Linked DNA regions of Mus musculus: all the other regions are linked to region 1. A link is a contact called in public Hi-C and HiChIP or PLAC-seq data. All regions are on one chromosome and are shown on one strand. Each heading gives the region's core, a stretch centred on a gene start, on an enhancer-like site or on the middle of the called end of the contact. The rest is flanking DNA. Distances are from core to core; before and after follow the strand shown. Region 1 overlaps Disc1 (disrupted in schizophrenia 1). Region 2 overlaps Sipa1l2 (signal-induced proliferation-associated 1 like 2). Region 3 overlaps Sipa1l2 (signal-induced proliferation-associated 1 like 2).

What was found. A called contact is a pair of places that touch in the nucleus more often than the background predicts. HiChIP or PLAC-seq counts read pairs in DNA pulled down with a chosen protein or histone mark.
Region 2: a contact with region 1 is called in a Hi-C map of bone marrow-derived macrophages, with 23 read pairs. The contact joins two enhancer-like sites. A contact is called at or near these places in 8 of 39 promoter capture datasets (the C10 cell line, cranial neural crest, embryonic stem cells and 4 more), 3 of 484 Hi-C or Micro-C datasets (bone marrow-derived macrophages, forebrain and nephron progenitors) and 4 of 115 datasets of contacts at active chromatin or transcription factors (VIP interneurons, astrocytes, embryonic basal ganglia and 1 more).
Region 3: a contact with region 1 is called in an H3K4me3 HiChIP or PLAC-seq map of bone marrow-derived macrophages, with 2.4 times the contacts expected there. The contact joins two enhancer-like sites. A contact is called at or near these places in 3 of 39 promoter capture datasets (cranial neural crest, frontonasal cranial neural crest and maxillary cranial neural crest), 1 of 484 Hi-C or Micro-C datasets (bone marrow-derived macrophages) and 7 of 115 datasets of contacts at active chromatin or transcription factors (bone marrow-derived macrophages, double positive thymocytes, embryonic basal ganglia and 4 more).

Annotation. Positions count from the first base shown.
Region 1 is chr8:125,225,074-125,230,187 of GRCm38.p6, reverse strand. All of the region lies in intron 10 of Disc1 (disrupted in schizophrenia 1), which reads right to left. Among named protein-coding and RNA genes, the nearest start is that of Gm30713, 160 kb to the left of the region's middle. Within about 2 kb of position 2,882, at least 74 of the 459 cell types and tissues checked have an H3K27ac peak or open chromatin away from gene starts, as enhancers often do. A contact at or near this core is called in bone marrow-derived macrophages, where this site is marked.
Region 2 is chr8:125,458,835-125,463,948 of GRCm38.p6, reverse strand. The region is part of intron 10 of Sipa1l2 (signal-induced proliferation-associated 1 like 2); the gene reads left to right. Among named protein-coding and RNA genes, the nearest start is that of 4930566D17Rik, 61 kb to the left of the region's middle. Within about 2 kb of position 2,253, at least 97 of the 459 cell types and tissues checked have an H3K27ac peak or open chromatin away from gene starts, as enhancers often do. A contact at or near this core is called in bone marrow-derived macrophages, where this site is marked.
Region 3 is chr8:125,414,000-125,419,113 of GRCm38.p6, reverse strand. It overlaps Sipa1l2 (signal-induced proliferation-associated 1 like 2), which reads left to right. Exons shown (of 22, transcript NM_001357372.1): 22 at 1-1,046. Among named protein-coding and RNA genes, the nearest start is that of Gm30713, 31 kb to the right of the region's middle. Within about 2 kb of position 2,708, at least 52 of the 459 cell types and tissues checked have an H3K27ac peak or open chromatin away from gene starts, as enhancers often do. A contact at or near this core is called in bone marrow-derived macrophages, where this site is marked.

The DNA of each region.
Region 1 (5,114 bases), core at 1,633-4,132:
GACAAAGGTGATGCTTCTAAATTCTCAACAAAGCCATTTGAAGCATGTGTCTGTATTCTTTCTATTCCTTGGGCAACTAAAATCTCCAACAGAGTGGAAAACACCACTATTACAAATGTTTACATTTTATTCTTTGATTTAATTTATTTTTTATTAATTAAAATTTTTAAATTTATTTTACATGATTGGGTGTTTTGTCTGCATGTGTATCTGTGAGCCATGTGTATGCCTGGTATCAGCATAGGTTACAAAAGGACATCCAACCCTCTGGACTAGAGTTACGGATGTTGTGAGCTGCCTTGTAAGTGCTGGGAATTGAACCTGGGTCCTCTGCCAAAACAGTCAGTGCTCTTAACCATGGAACCATCTCTCTAGCCCTTTCACTTTCTAGGGAAGAAGTTTAACCTGATTTTAATTCATGTGTCTGTGAATGCACATAGAGTCTAGAGGTCAGCCTCGGGTCTCTCACTAAGCCTGGAGTTTGCAGCTTGAGCTCTGATGGCTGGCTGGAAGTCCCAGGGATCTGTCCTTCTCAGCCTTTCTAGTGCTGTGATTTCCAACATGCCCCAGTCTATGGGATGGTGCTGCTAACATTCAAGGTGGGTCTTATCGCCTCTGGAAAAACCCTCACAGATGCACCCAGGGGTGTATTGTTCTCCTAGTCACTTCACAATCCAACCAAACTGACAAGATGAAGCCCATGTCCTCAGTACTGGATGGTACCACAGGTGTTATCTTATCATTCTGCCATTTAGTCCCTAAGCAACCTCACAATTAGCACTATACTGTAGAGGCTTCAAAACATACTTTGAACTCTGCCATTCCTATACCTGAACACCTAGTGCCTATTCTCTTTCTGGTCCACTGATAACATGTTAGCATGGTAGGAACAAGGCTCAGGACTGCCAAGAGAGGAAGGCCATGTGGTTTCCAAAGATCTTCTTGGATTCTTGCCCTGCAAGGAAGCTGCCCATGTTGGAGTCATCAGGCTAGCAGATCAGAGGCAATGGCCTTGAAAGCTTAGGTGATGGCTACTGTCCGCATGGGATCTGAAGGCACCCCCACGGGGCAGGGTCTTCAATACTAAGACATTCCCACGTTCACACCGCACCAATTGTGAGCGAACCGAAGTGGTTGTGTTGGAGCAAGCAGAGCTCTGTCAAGCAGTTGAAGGAGTCTTGGAATCTCAAAAATCACACATAAGAACAACTTGCTTTCCTTTCTTGCTGTGGAAAGCCAGCCCACCATGGATTGCATAAGCACTCCCAAAGCTGCAGATTATCAACAAATCACAGACATGGGTATCCTAGCTCCCTATCTGTTGTGATAAAACACTGAGCAAAAGCAATGGATGGGAGGAAAGCATTTGGCTTACAATCACTGAAAGAACACCTGCCCAGAGAGACTGGAAAAGTATCCAACCTAAGGTTAACAAAAGGAAGCCTTCCTGGTGGTAATTGTTGTGGAATTGGCTACATTAAAATTTAAAGTCTCAGAATAAATATGGAAGGGCCATTCAGTCTGGCTTCTTGACTGCTCAAGCCCAAACAAACCAAACTCAAATTTCAAATTATCTCTACAATGTCTAAGGGGGAGAGAGCTTTCTAAGCAGCTCAGAAGGACAAAACAGAAATATCTAGATGTTTTTGGATATATATGTATGCATATATTAAAGTTTGAATGTATATATGATCAAGGCATCAGAAAATCTGAGGGTACACTGTCCCGTAGATGACGACATCTAGCTGTGTCCTTGTATGGTGGGAGGAGCAAAGATGCTAATGTTATAACTTCTGAAGGCCACACCCCAATGGGGAGTAAGAATCAATACTTTAATTGAGACAGGGCATAGATATCCAGGTCATGGCAGGTTATTTAAGAAGTCTGCGATTTGATGGGAGAAGAAGCAAGAGAAAGGGGAGGTGGATGAGGGAGAAGAGGAGAGGTGAGGAGGGAGAGGAAGAAGCAGAAGAGGCCATGGGCACAGATCCCTCTATAAGGCCACATGGGAAATCCCGTTAGGATCCCGCTTTTCTGACCTGTATAGTACAAGGTGGTGGTGTATGATGTCACAGTTGGTGCTTGTGCTACAAACTGTGCCGGTAATGAATAAGTTGTGGGTTAATGGCCACTGTGTTCCAATATCTACAGGGTTGGTTCTCAGGCACAGAGATCTGAATTGGCACAGGTGCCAACACACACGTGCCTGACACCCAACAGGCTCAGGCGGGTACGTCTGGCACACACCCAAGAACCCCTTAGTGTTTCAGGCTAGCTTCACTCCTAATGCTGGAGACCTAGGAATTCTCCTGAGGTTCAGAGCTATCTTCCACGGCAGAGGCAAAGGCAGCCCAGTGCCCTCATCCTTCTGGCTTGTGAGAAAGGAAACCCTCTTGTCAGAGCTTTCATCCACCGCCTCTAGAAAACTGTCTCAAACTGCAAGACAGCCATGAACTGAGTCTACTTACAGAGAATTGTGGGGTGCCCATTAGGCATGTATAGGAGAGGACAGATTGAGCCTCCTCAGGTAAAAGGAAGCATCCGTTTGCCAGGCACTATGGGTACATGATGGCACCATCACCCTATGACCCGACAGGTCTCAGCTGAGGGGAAGTCACTGTGACAGGGCACTGCTGCGGTCACAGGCTGAGAAGAAATCTGGGACCTGCTGGAGCCCAGGGCCAACTCAGAACTGTACCGAGGAATTGTGTGCAGACATCTCTATCCATCCAGGCACACAGAGTATCATAACAGCTGAAATCTAAATTGAAGTCTAAAAATAGCACAATAAAATTACTTCCTTCCTTCACTCCACAGAGAGCAAGTGGGCTGACACTCACAGCTGCAGGGCACGGCTGACTTCCGGAGTTCGCATGGACAGAACGGTTACACAACTGCCCCATCTTGTGAACACATTGCCCATCCCAGAGAATGGGGGAGCCAGAGCAATTACCCGGTTGGTGGAAACTGATCATGGACATTTGATTATAGTTATTAATGGGGAGAATGGGAGACAGACCGCTGAGCGGCAGGCTAGCGCTAAGTGAATGTGTATGAGATTCCTGGAGGGGGATTAATTTCTGTTTGCTTTTCATCTCTCAGCTACCATCTGAATGTGACACCGAGTCTAAGCGTGACTTGTCACAGCCTTATCAGTATTCTGTGCCTTGCATGCTGGTCACATTATCTCCGCTGGATGTACCAAACGAGGGGTCTCTTGCTGTGGGGGTTCATTTTCCTCTGATTCTAATGCGGAACTGGGGTTAGCTAGTGATTGGCTTTTCAGGGGAGAATCGTACCTTGGCGTGTCAGAAAGACACTCTTCAAGCAAATATTTGCCTCTCTGTGTGTTTCCCATTGGCACTGAGCACACAGTTCCTAATCTGGAGGGCGCACAGGCTCTCCTCAAGCTTTCGGCCCCATCAGAGGACGCTGGGCTTTTTCTGTATCTCAGCTATGAGATCTCAAGCTCTTCAGGTGAGCCACGTCCCATTGTCCTGCCCGTGGTGGCCTCTCAGCCTCTGTGCATGGTTAAGTGACACACATGCAGTGCCAGAAAGCACGGTGCCAGACCACACTCTGTTCTGCCCCAAGTTCTGCTCTTCTCCAACCAGAGACAAAGATGATCTTATCAAGGCCTTCTCAGGGCTTTCAAGCCATGCTGTAGAGATAGTCCTGAAGTGTATCCTTCTCTAATGTTAGCAGACAGAAGGCCCCCAGAATCCATCAAGCCACACCAGAAAGATGATTCCTAAGTCATCCAATCTCTCTACCTTCCCCTGAGAAGCAGGCTGCTCCCCACATTGGATTGTGAGGTCCAGTGGGGAGGCCTCCCAAATGCAGCCAAATGCAGCCAAATCAATAACAGCAAGGGGATCACCTGACTGTGCTTAATATTTTTTTTGGGGGGGGGGTCAGTGAGTTAAAGCCAAAAAGCCAGTAGTATAAGAACCGTTGAGAAGACGAGATATGTGGGACATTGCCGGGCGTGGTGGTGCACATCTTTAGTCCCAGCACTTGGGAGGCAGAGGCAGGCAGATTTCTGAGTTCAAGGCCAGCCTGGTCTACAGAGTGAGTTCCAGGACAGCCGGGGCTACACGGAGAAACCCTGTCTTGGAAAAAAAAAAGATATGTGGGACACTCTATTCACCCCGACATGAGATCAGCATCATCTTTCTGGGGATTAGACTGTCTGGACATCAGTCTGCTGGCTGTCAGAAGAGTTCAGACTAAAGGAGTTTCAGACGAGAACCAGGCTCCAGGCTTCTGTGTGAACGTCCACCAGGTGTTTCCACTGCTGCCTGCACACCACACGTGGCCAAGCATGGCCATGAGAGTGACCTAACATGTTGCGACTTGTTTAAAACACAAGGGGATTACGATAGAAAATTTTGGCAGGGTCCTCCATAGTGAACTTTGTAGATGAACATGCTATGTCACAATGTCAAAAGAAGTCCCTCTTGGATGCTAAAACCTACGTGGGACCATGTTTACTCTCAGACTGTTCACCTAAACCCGACTAGCCCCTTCCTCTTATTGAAAGGACTCACAGTCACTTAGAGATGACAGGTCAGGCAAACTCCAGGGGCAGCTTGCCCTTCTGACTAGCAGGAGGAGGAGATATCCTTCAAACCCCATCTCCCCTTCACACTCCAGTGAGCCACACAAATGAACACACCTGTGCCACAGCAGCCTCGGGGGCCACTTCCATCCAATCCTGTAACTGCCAGCACTACCAAACTCCACTGTCAGAACAAGGACAGTTCCACAGAGAGCAACAAATAGAGAAATCCATGCAAGAGTCGATTAAGACAGGCTTGAGCCGGCTGATGCATCGCACCGGCCTGCCCCAGCGGCTGCGGCACCTCTGGGGAAACCACGGCATTGCTTACAGTCTCGTTTACAGAATAATAATGGAAGTAACTTGGCCAGATGGTCTGTGTAGTTGTCACAAGTCATCTCTTAGTGATTCTCACCTTAGGCTTCGTCCAGGAAATAATTACATGATTTCCATTGGAAACGTAAAAATTTTAATTACATGTATGTATGTATGTGTGTGCCCCATACTCATGTGTGTTACAGGTGGAGGTCAGAGGACAACTTGAAGAAATCAG
Region 2 (5,114 bases), core at 1,004-3,503, 230 kb before region 1:
ACCAGGGGGTGGGTCCATTTGGCTCACCTGACCTATTGAGACTGAGTGTGCACAACCTTCACAGCCTGCACAGCTCAAATCAGGATGAGTAGCTAACAAGGCAGGGCCTGTCTGGAGCAATGTGAGACTGTAGGCAGATTCTGGGGGCCATGCTGTTCTCACACTGAAGCCTCAGAGGTGTCCAACAGGGACAGGGCATCTGCACATAGGTGGTAGGAAGGGACAGGCATAGGTGTGGGAGTGGTCTGTCTGTCTGCTGCAGACAGATGGTCGTGGCACTCAGCCTTAAGGTGACACCACTAGGTCTGTCCAACCTCTGCATCCTCAGCAAGAACTGCTGAGAGTCATAGGTGAGTTTCAAACCTTGACGTTTTACTTTCGTGTGGTTCTTTTAGTACAGGTGTGTGGGCTCTGGTGGCCATGCAGCTTGTGTCTGTCTCCATCCGGTTAGTCATGAGGCAGGCCCCAGAGTTTACCTGCTGGGAGGATGCAGGAGGCTGAGGTCAGGGCCCTGCTGTGTGGTCATGGGGAAGGAAGGAGTCCTAAAGTTCCTTTCACATCTGCACCACAGGGACCCTGATCCCTCAGAGTACTCAGAACTTACCAGCATGATTAGTGTTTGCTCTACATTTCAGTTGAGGGGGAAAGACGATTGCTTTAAATTCGCTCAAGTTTCTGTCACTTTTTAATTAATTTATTCTTCTCTCATATATTACATCGCAGCTGCAGTTTTCCCTCCCAGGCCCCTCCCCGCTGCTCTTCCCCAACAAATTCCTGTCATATCAAAGGGGACATTTTTATGAGGACAGTGCATTGGCTGTATCTACCTTCTGGACTCAGGACACAAAGGTCTCCTTTCTCCTCCCTCATAGGGGCACACGCCTGGTCGCATCTGTGCCATGCCCAAGCTGCATGCAGCTGCCACACACTTGAAGCATGGCTGAATTTTTCACTTTAATTAAATCAGCTTAATTAACCACAGGTGGCTCTAATGGCCGCCCCTTTGGGGAGCTCATCCCTAAATGGGGATCTTTTAGAAAACAAACCACTCCGCTCTGTGTCATCTTGGTCTCGGTGGTTAAGATGCCAGAGTTTGTAAAGTCTGTTAGATTGAACTTACTTAGCACTGGCTCCCAGCCTGGTGGGTTTGTTTTTGTGATGCTGTGGATAGAACCAGAGGCCTTGTGCACACTAGGCGTGGACTCCACCCTTGAGCTCCAGCCCTAGCCCCCTGGTCTTTCAGTGGCCATGTTTCCTACATTTGCCAATAGGTTTATAAAATAAAGGTTTAAAAAGAGCTGAAATCCTTCTTGGTGTTAAAGGTCCGACTCCTGTAAAGCCCTCACAAGGAGTTTCTCATAACCTCACATTTCCAGACTCTGCCCATTAGACCCTACCGCCTTGTCCCAGGACCCCATGAGCCAAACTTAAGATAAAGAAGCCACAATGGAAGATAAAAAACTATTTCATAAAACAAAAGTCAAATTGAGTAAGAGCTAAGCTTCCTCTCGGCCTTCCTAGAATAGAAGCTGACGTGGCCTGTAAGTGAACGTCTTTGACAGCAACTTTTAAGGGCATCTGTGGTGGGAATACAGATGTGTGCCTCCTCTGTCAGCAAGGGTCAGGTCTTCAGTTTCTCCTGGAGACAAGACAACTGCAGAGATGAGTGAAAACGTTTCCAGACCTGATATAGGTTTGGTCTGCTGTTGCTCTGTAAGAAACTCTAGAAGCTTTTAAGAACGTTAGATAATAAAAATAGTAACATTCTCATTATGCCTGGTATTTTGAGCACATGATTTCAAAGAATAGAATTTCCTAAGGAATATTGAATTGTTTTTCAGCTAAAACAAATAAACAAAACTACAGAGTGGATGTTTTTGCTGCTGTCTTTTCCTCAAGAGCATGTTTTTCCTCCAAAGAGGCTTTCTTATCTGCCTGGATCTGCCTATAATTAATTCTTTGTTTTAAGTGCAATTGAAAATAGCCAGGATATTTATTCAGAGACTTCGCCTTTGTTGATGCCCTTCCCAGAGCACACAGTCTTCTCCTTACATTGCTCAGCTGCCCTCTCTCTGTTCTCACCTCTGGGGAAGGAACCAACCCAGCACACATCAAGCAGGACTCTCCATTGAGCTTTTTTAAAGTTAGTGTTTTCATTCTTCCTGATTCACTTTCACTTCTGATGGGGATGGGCCCTGAGAATGGTATGTGCTGTAGTCAGAAGTCCTCTGCCTGCAGCCCTGTCACACCAGCTCTTAGCTATGCAGGAAGTGCTGCTCTGGGTGTCCCAGCCATGCCCCAGTACAGTCAGGCCCTGTAGTACTCTGTTATGTTAGAAAGAGGGAGTTCATGTATGTGTCTCACACATGCTCCTGTGTGCATGTTGCTAGAGGCCTCAGGAATGCTAGGCAAGTACCAAGCTGCTTTCCCAGCTTACGTATGCATGCACATGCACACCAATAAATAATAAACCTTTTAAATAAAACTGAAAACTCTCTTTAAGGGCAGCTTACATTGGTTTCATGGTCCTATAGTTAAGGATACAGGATTTGCCTGAGGCTCTGACATCACATTTGATTTGTGGTGTGGAAAATTACCTCCATCTTCTTTCATAAATTGGCTCTTAGAGCCTGTCAGGAAGGAAAGGAGTTAAATGAGCAGTTATGTGCATGTGCACACATCTGTGTGATTTTTTACTATGTAGTGGGCCTCTGTGCAAGTTCTATGAGGGTGACAGACACGGCAAAACTAGCTAATTATAAGGAATCTTACCTCAGTGCTGTGCCTCTCTGAATGAGAAAGTGCCTCATTCATTCATAGATAGATAGATAGGTTGATTGATAGATAGATAGATTAGCTCAGTAATACTCTTACAGGATATCAGTGAGAAATAATTTGAGAACCCATCTGCTTCCTCCTGCAGCCTGAGGGGCCTTCAGGTTAATGGGCACTTCTGGCTGTCCTCAGGTCAGTGATGCCTGCCTGGTTCCACCCTTCACTACAGAGTTGACTGAAGTCTTGTGTGGAGCTGGTGTGTTTGTGTGAATCAAAAGCCACGCCTGCTCTGAAGTCATTTCTGAGCCTCAAGGACAGTCCAGCTGCCTGCCTCCACCCTGCTCCCAGTTGAAAGAAACCAGGGCCACTTTTGGTTTCTTGATGGAGTTGGTGGGGGAAGCTCATTAAGGAATCTCCTGCTGGGCCAGGACCCTTGAGTAAATTCTAGCCCATCTCGGGAGCGACCCGGAGCACCGGGGATGACTCTTCAAATGGAAATGAGCTGAGGAATGGGCTCATTCTGGCTACTGGGCCGGAAGTGCTGCCACTCCCTGGGCTGCCTGATTAAGGTCTTTCTGACTGAGATTACTAAGTAGGTGCAGGGCTTGCCAGGAAGTATGCAGACCTGAGTTTAGATCCCTAGGCCCACAGGAGAGCAGCCCTGGGAGGTTGGAAGCCCAGCGTTCCTCTGGCAAGACGGGAGGCAGAGCTAGGAAGCCCCAGAAGTTCAGGGCCTGCCAGTCTGCTGTGCATCAGCGACCCCCGTTTCAAGGTGGACCGTGAGAATAGACACCCAGGGTTGTCCTGTGACTTTCATATGGGCACCGTGGCCCACATGCATCCACCCACCCACATTTACACACACAAAGTTGTTGGGTTTTGGTTTTGTTCTATTTAAAGATCTTTTTCTGTTTTTCAAAGATCAGGCCCCACCCCTAACCCTCGCATTCAGTCAGTGACATTTTAGGGGAAAGGCATCCTTCAAAGGCCGCTGTCTGAGAAGTAATGACTCTCCAGAGCCATGCATGACTTGCCACACATTGCGAATTTAGTAAATATGTCCAATAAAAATGGAAATGAAACTCCAGGCTGTACATCTGGCTCCTGTGATTCTTTGTGCTTTGTTGACAAGGGTCCACATTTCCATGTGACACAGGGCAGCAGAGATTTCCATGGGTTATCTAGAGCCAAACTGATTGTTCTCACAGTGTTCTATAAAATTAAAGCTTCGTGCACCATGCCTTTGTCTGTCGCCTGACTCCCTGAAGTACAGGAAGAGGGAAGAATGGGAAATGAGAAACAGGAAGAAAATTCTGTTTTAACAGCTTGTGTGTGTGTGTGTGTGTGTGTGTGTGTGTGTGCGCGCACACACACACACACACACACACACACACACACGAGAGAGAGAGAAAGAGAGAGAGAGAGAGAGAGAGGACTCAAATGAGATTTTAGATTACAGTTCTAATTTGTTTTATTTGTATAGATAGTAAAATGGCTATTGTATCTATTCCTGTCTTACCAACCCTCTAATGAGTCCTGGTGTGAAATGTTGAAACTGTTCAGGACTTGAAGCTCTAGCGGCCACCCAGCCACCTGACACATGCTCAGTCCTGCCATGCCTGCCATGCCTGCCAGTGCAGTGATTACCTGCGCTCTAAGCGTGGTAAGCCCATAATCCCAGAGCCATTGCCGGGTTGCGTGTTTTCATCACTCTCTCATTCTCTTTCTCTGGCATCCATTTGTTTATTCCTTAATTCTCTGTTCACTTGTCCATCCATGCAGTTGTCTGTTGGTTGGTTCAATTCATTCCACTAGAATTCCCAACAACTCAATGGCAGAAATTGCCAATCACTTGCATTGTTGACAAGTCAGCCTCGTCTCCACTCTGTTGGGTCCCTTTAGTCTGCCCGGTGTTATTACACAGTTTTTCTTGTGAGTGATTTGTTAACTGAAGCAGTACCCCTTTCCCTGATAACAAAGATTGTGCAGCAGTTTGTAAGACCATCACCCTCCTGTTGGCCAGTTCCATCTTACAGTTTACATAGATGCTGTTACTGCTCGATAACAGGAGTGCAGGGGCAACATGGCAGCCATCCCATGCCAGCCAGGTTGGTTACCTGTGGCCTAGATGGTGGACAACTAGGTGTGGCCTTCTTAGATAACCTTTCGTTATCTGTAGATACCAGGAACCGTTGTATCACATACAAGTGTTACAATGCAGAAAACATTTTTTTCTGCTCTTGAGTTTTCTGAGAAAACTCTGAGAAATGGTGACTTCCTTGGTCCCTCACAACCGCACATGACACACAGAATATGTGATATGTGCTGCATGAGGTGAG
Region 3 (5,114 bases), core at 1,459-3,958, 190 kb before region 1:
GGCTGGTCGGCCTGCCTGCCTGCCACCCTGCCTACCCGTGGTCCCTTCCAAGTCAGCAAAGCAGTTTTTACATGTGCTTTCCATCACCTGTAGGTAGATGTCTCACTGTCTGTCTGTGTCTCTACTCACCCCAGCAGGCAGGTCAGGGGCCTGGACTCCCGCATAGCTGCAGCAGAAGATGAATGTAACTGCTGGTGGATGCTGACAGCCTGTAGCCGAGTGGTTTCCCTGACGATGCTCGGGTCTCCTTCCTGTGGGGAGAGAACCTAGGCAGGTGACCTGCAGAGATGCTAAGCCAGTGGACTATGGCAGGGCTGTAGGGCTGTAAAATAACTATGGAGACGAGAATCAGACATGTACTTTAATGTTAAAGGTGCTCTATTTTTCGGATGTACAGTAGTTTTATTTCCACAGCCGCATTATCATAGCAATAAGAAGGGCACGCAGTAGGCGGTCTGCAGAGCTCTGTCAGAGACGGACCCTGAAGTTTAACACTAGCACGAACGCTGTTGCTGTAGAGACGTATTTATTTGCAGGAACAAACGGTGCCTGAATATTAACAGTGTTCTGAATTTTTTTTAAAAGAGATGCATATGCCTTGTGAACGGCTGGACCTGTCAGTAGTCACTCCTGCGCGCGTAGTTTGCTTTCTTGTAGTTGCTCTGCTGCAGTCAGTCAGTCTACCCTCCCCGATAGAGCCCCCGATGCTGAGTGCCAGCAGGATCCTGTGTCCGACACCAGATCTGTTTATCTTTGTACAGAACCTCTGATAAAGTGTCTTGTATTTAACACTCTTATTTAAGCTTATTTAACCCTAACTTGTTAATTTTATATGATTTTTGTTTCACCTGCGCTAGCTGTAAGGCGGGAGGCAGGCAGGCAGTGACTGAGCTCACCTGGACCTGACTGAAGCAGGTGGGCGAGCTGAGGACCGGATGCTGCTGGCTAACACGTTGTTTGTATTGCTTCTCCATTTTTAACTGTTATATTTGAGATGAACATACATTTTGCTTTTTTAATAAATGTTCAAAAGAAGTCAACATCAGAAGCAGTGTTGCCTGTCTGTGTGGACTGTGACATGTCGGTCATCCCTGTGGGCTCATTTCGGACCCTGGTCCATATTCAGGACTGTCTAGCCACCTCTTAGTCTCCTGCTGGTTCAGAGGGCTAGGGATTCACTACTACATGTCACATACACGACTCTCTCAGCTTCAGGTCCCCTTGACCCTGAGAGTGTCCATCCTCAGAAGGTGTCACATACACGACTCTCTCAGCTCCAGGTCCCCTTGACCCCGAGAGTGTCTGTCCTCAGAAGGCTCTGGTGTTTCCCATTGTATGAGCAGATAAACTTCGACTTGGGGTGAAATCTTGCTCAAGCTTCCTCATTAGTCAGTTGGTTTTAAGCCTGGGCTCACTGTGTGTGTGTGTGTGTGTGTGTGTGTGTGTGTGTGTGTGTGTGTATACAACCCAGGTTTGCCTGAGCTCAGTCTTCCTGCCTCAGCACCGGAGACCTGGACTTGCAGATTCGTGCCACCACATCCAACTTATAAGTTGGTGTTTCCTCCAGGAATTCAGAGTTGTTTGTAAGGCAGTTGTACGACAGACAAAACAGTAGCAGAAACTTAGCCGGAACCACATGTTTGAAAGCTTAGCCATGACAGCCATGTGTCTGTCCAGGACCTGGGGCACAACTGATCCAAGTCTTTGATCTAGAGCAGGTATGATCTTTAGAGTGCAGCCAAGCAGGTCGGGTGAGCGTGCCTTAGAGAAAATAAAGGCTCCAGATGAAAACAGCTGGAGAGCCATCCCAACTTTACGCATCACCGTGGTCCAAGACAGCAGTGTCTTCTTGAGGTTGTTAAGTCTTCCCTCATGTGTCTAAGACCAGAGTAGAGTCATCTGTCAAGTCCTGAGCCATGCCTCACACACAGGCAAGGTGACTGTGGTCCATTACTTTTCAAAAGTGATGTTTCCCCGTATCCAGGTTAGCCAACCATGGCTTCCTGCCCCTGGGGTACAGGTAGCTCTGCACAGCTTCGCAGTGGGCTAAACAGGCTTGGTGACCGACACCTCTTAACCACGCATGTTAACTTGCTGTGAGGACGCACTCCTACAAACTGATACTGGAATCAGGCCAATAAAGGAAATATCTTTGATTTCAGAATAATTAAGCAGGTGCTTGTTTCTCACCTTGTGGGGTGAACAGTTGTGTGTCAAAACCTTCCCAGTCTGTGGCAGTTGAAAGTAATTAGCATAGTGGGTTTTTTTTCCCCTGTACTACGGAGAAGGCTTATTAAAAACACAAGTTGCCATCAAAGGGCAACGGCAGAAGCCTGTTTTGCTGAGCTGCTCGGTTATCAATGAGGTAGAAGCAGCCCAGGACCCCACCCGTCCATCCAAATGCAGTTTGATTACAGGTCATTCACCAGGGAGGGCATCAGGCCATGGACGCCACAACTTCTAACCTGCAAAGCCTACAACTAGAGAGATGGCCGCCTGTGAGCATGAAGGCATGCAGGCTAGGGAGATGGCTCAGCAGGTAACGGCACTAGCCGTTCACACCTGATGGCCTGAGCTCTGTCTGTGGAACCCATACAGACTGCTGGACGCAGTGGCAGGCATCTGTGATCCCAACACTCCTGTGCAGAGGCGCTAGGAGACAGAATCATGTGATGGTGGCAGAGTGTTTGGATAAGTCACGTGCCCTTGCGAAACAGTAGCCTGAGACTCCTGAAGCTGACTCAGAGCCAACCCTCAGTGAGGAGGGAGGCACCGGCTCATTCTCTGGTTTGGAGAAGGAAGCTGTGGAGGTTCCTCTTGGAGCTGACTGTGCTTCCAGTCAAACGGAGAGCTCCATCTCCTTGGAGATGAATCATCTAGCCAAACCTCTGTGTCCCTCTTGACCCCAGTGGCAACTGTGCCACCTCACTGTAAATGAATGCACTTGTGAGAAGTTTCTGAAGGATCCTACACCAGCTCTGCTTCATTCAGTTTGTGCCTCGGGAGACCATTAAGTAGCTCTGGATCCTTGGAAACCGAGTCAGCCTGCGCTCTTAGCATCCCAGATGGAGGTGAGGGAGGCCCCAGGCAATGCTGCCTGCACAGACTGTGGGTTACACGTTAGAAAGAATCTAGGTCCGTCCTTTCGATGCATGTGAAGTTTTCATGTGGAAACTAAAAACCAGGACCTCGTTCTAGGGATGCACACAAGCCCGGGGCCTGCTCCGAGGAAAGAAAGCAGGAAATAACTGTCACAGCAAAGAAAACAGTAGTAGATGTGTACCCAAACCAGAGAAACACGCCTGCTTTTCACTGGCAGACTCCAAATAAGCCAGATGCTGAGCTGCCTGAAAATTAGGCACATGCAAGACTTCAGCAGGTGTCACCTCAGATGTCACATTTGTAGGTAACATGTAATGTGTGTGGCAGCCAGAGGACAACCTCATCTGATGTGCTTCGGATGCCATCCGGCTTGTGGGCTGTGAGGCCAGCCTCTCACTGCTCGGGGGGGGGGCTGGCCAGCAAACTCCAACCCTGGGAGTATCTGCACGTCATCACCCTGACTGTTGCGGCCACCTCGGCCGGCAAGGAAGACACAACACGGTCGGATTCTTCTCAACAGCCTTTATTGCAGGAATGCCTCGATGCTGCTATGGGGACCCCGGGCACCCAGGGAGGTCTGCTTATATACTCTCAGCCCCCATCCACTCACGGCAGGCCACGCCACCTCACCAGGCACACAGCTTCAGCCAATCAGGGTGGCAGGGGCATGTCTCCACCAAATATGGACTTGTTTACACCGCCAGCAGCATGGTGCACCTGCGCAGCTCTCATGATGGTCGTGGCTTATTTTCAGGTGTATGAGGAAGTCAGGTGCAAGTCATAAAACTTAGCTGCAGTCCCGGGCGCCATCTTGGGACTGCTGCCACACCCGCTCCTCACACCTGACTTTATTGTGGGTTCTGGGGGTACAGTGGAGCCCCCTACCCACACAGCAAGCATTTTCCTGGCTGAGCTCTCTCCCCTAGTCCCAAACATCACACACTTTCACTCCTGGACACGAGCCCCTCCCCCATCCAACTCATCCTTCGATGACACCAGATTTGCCAACTTCTGAAGTTGTCCAAGTCTTTGCTCAGCAGATAACAGAGTCAACCGAGAACGGCTGGACTTTTTTGGATCTGTCTGAGTCTTGCACAGCATCCAGTGCCAGAACAGCCGACGAGAAACAGTGAGCTCCTCCCACCGGGCTCATGTGAATCTCCCTTTGACCCCTGCACTGTCCTCAACTTACTGAAGAACAAAAGTAATTAAAAGTCAGACTTTGCCATCCTGGCCATCAGTATCCCTCCATCCGCCTATGAGGGAACGGTATGGGAAGCCTCCATGGAGCCTGAGAGCCAGGAGGAGGGCCATGCAGAGTGGAGGTGCCTCAGCCAATAATCTGAAGTCATTCAGGCTACAAACACACCTATAGAAGGAGACACGCTCCCGCAGAATATCCTAAAATCTCAGCTTCATAAAGGTAGCTCTGCCGTGTGAACGCACTCACTGGACGGGAATAGCAAGTCTGTGCGTTCCCACACGCATTTTACACGCACAGCTATTCTCAGAAGCTTTTAGTTTTGTTTTTAAATGTTCTGCCTGCATGAATGTCTGTGTACTGTATGGGTGCCTGATACCCTCAGAGGCCAGAAAAGGGGGTTGGATCCCCTGGAGCTAGCCTTACAGACGATTGTGAGCTGTCATGTGGGTGCTCGGAATCTAACCTGGGTATAGAAACAAAGGCAGCCATTGCTCTTAAACACCGAGTCATCTCTCTCCAGATCCTGTTTTAGTTTATTCTTATTGTATTAGTATTGAGTGTGTGTGTGTGTATGTGTGATCTGCTTGTTTGTATACATGCTACATGTATGTAGGGCTCAGAGGAAACAGTGTTTGGGGAGCTGGTGACTACAGTCCCCATATCTGTACATAGAACAAAAGGATTGAAGAGAGGCATAGAACTGTTGCTCCATATTTATGTAGCCATGTTCACAGTAGCTGGAAGATGGAGATCCCTCAGATATGGATCCCAGGAAACCAAAACACACACATTCATGATGGTCAGCGCT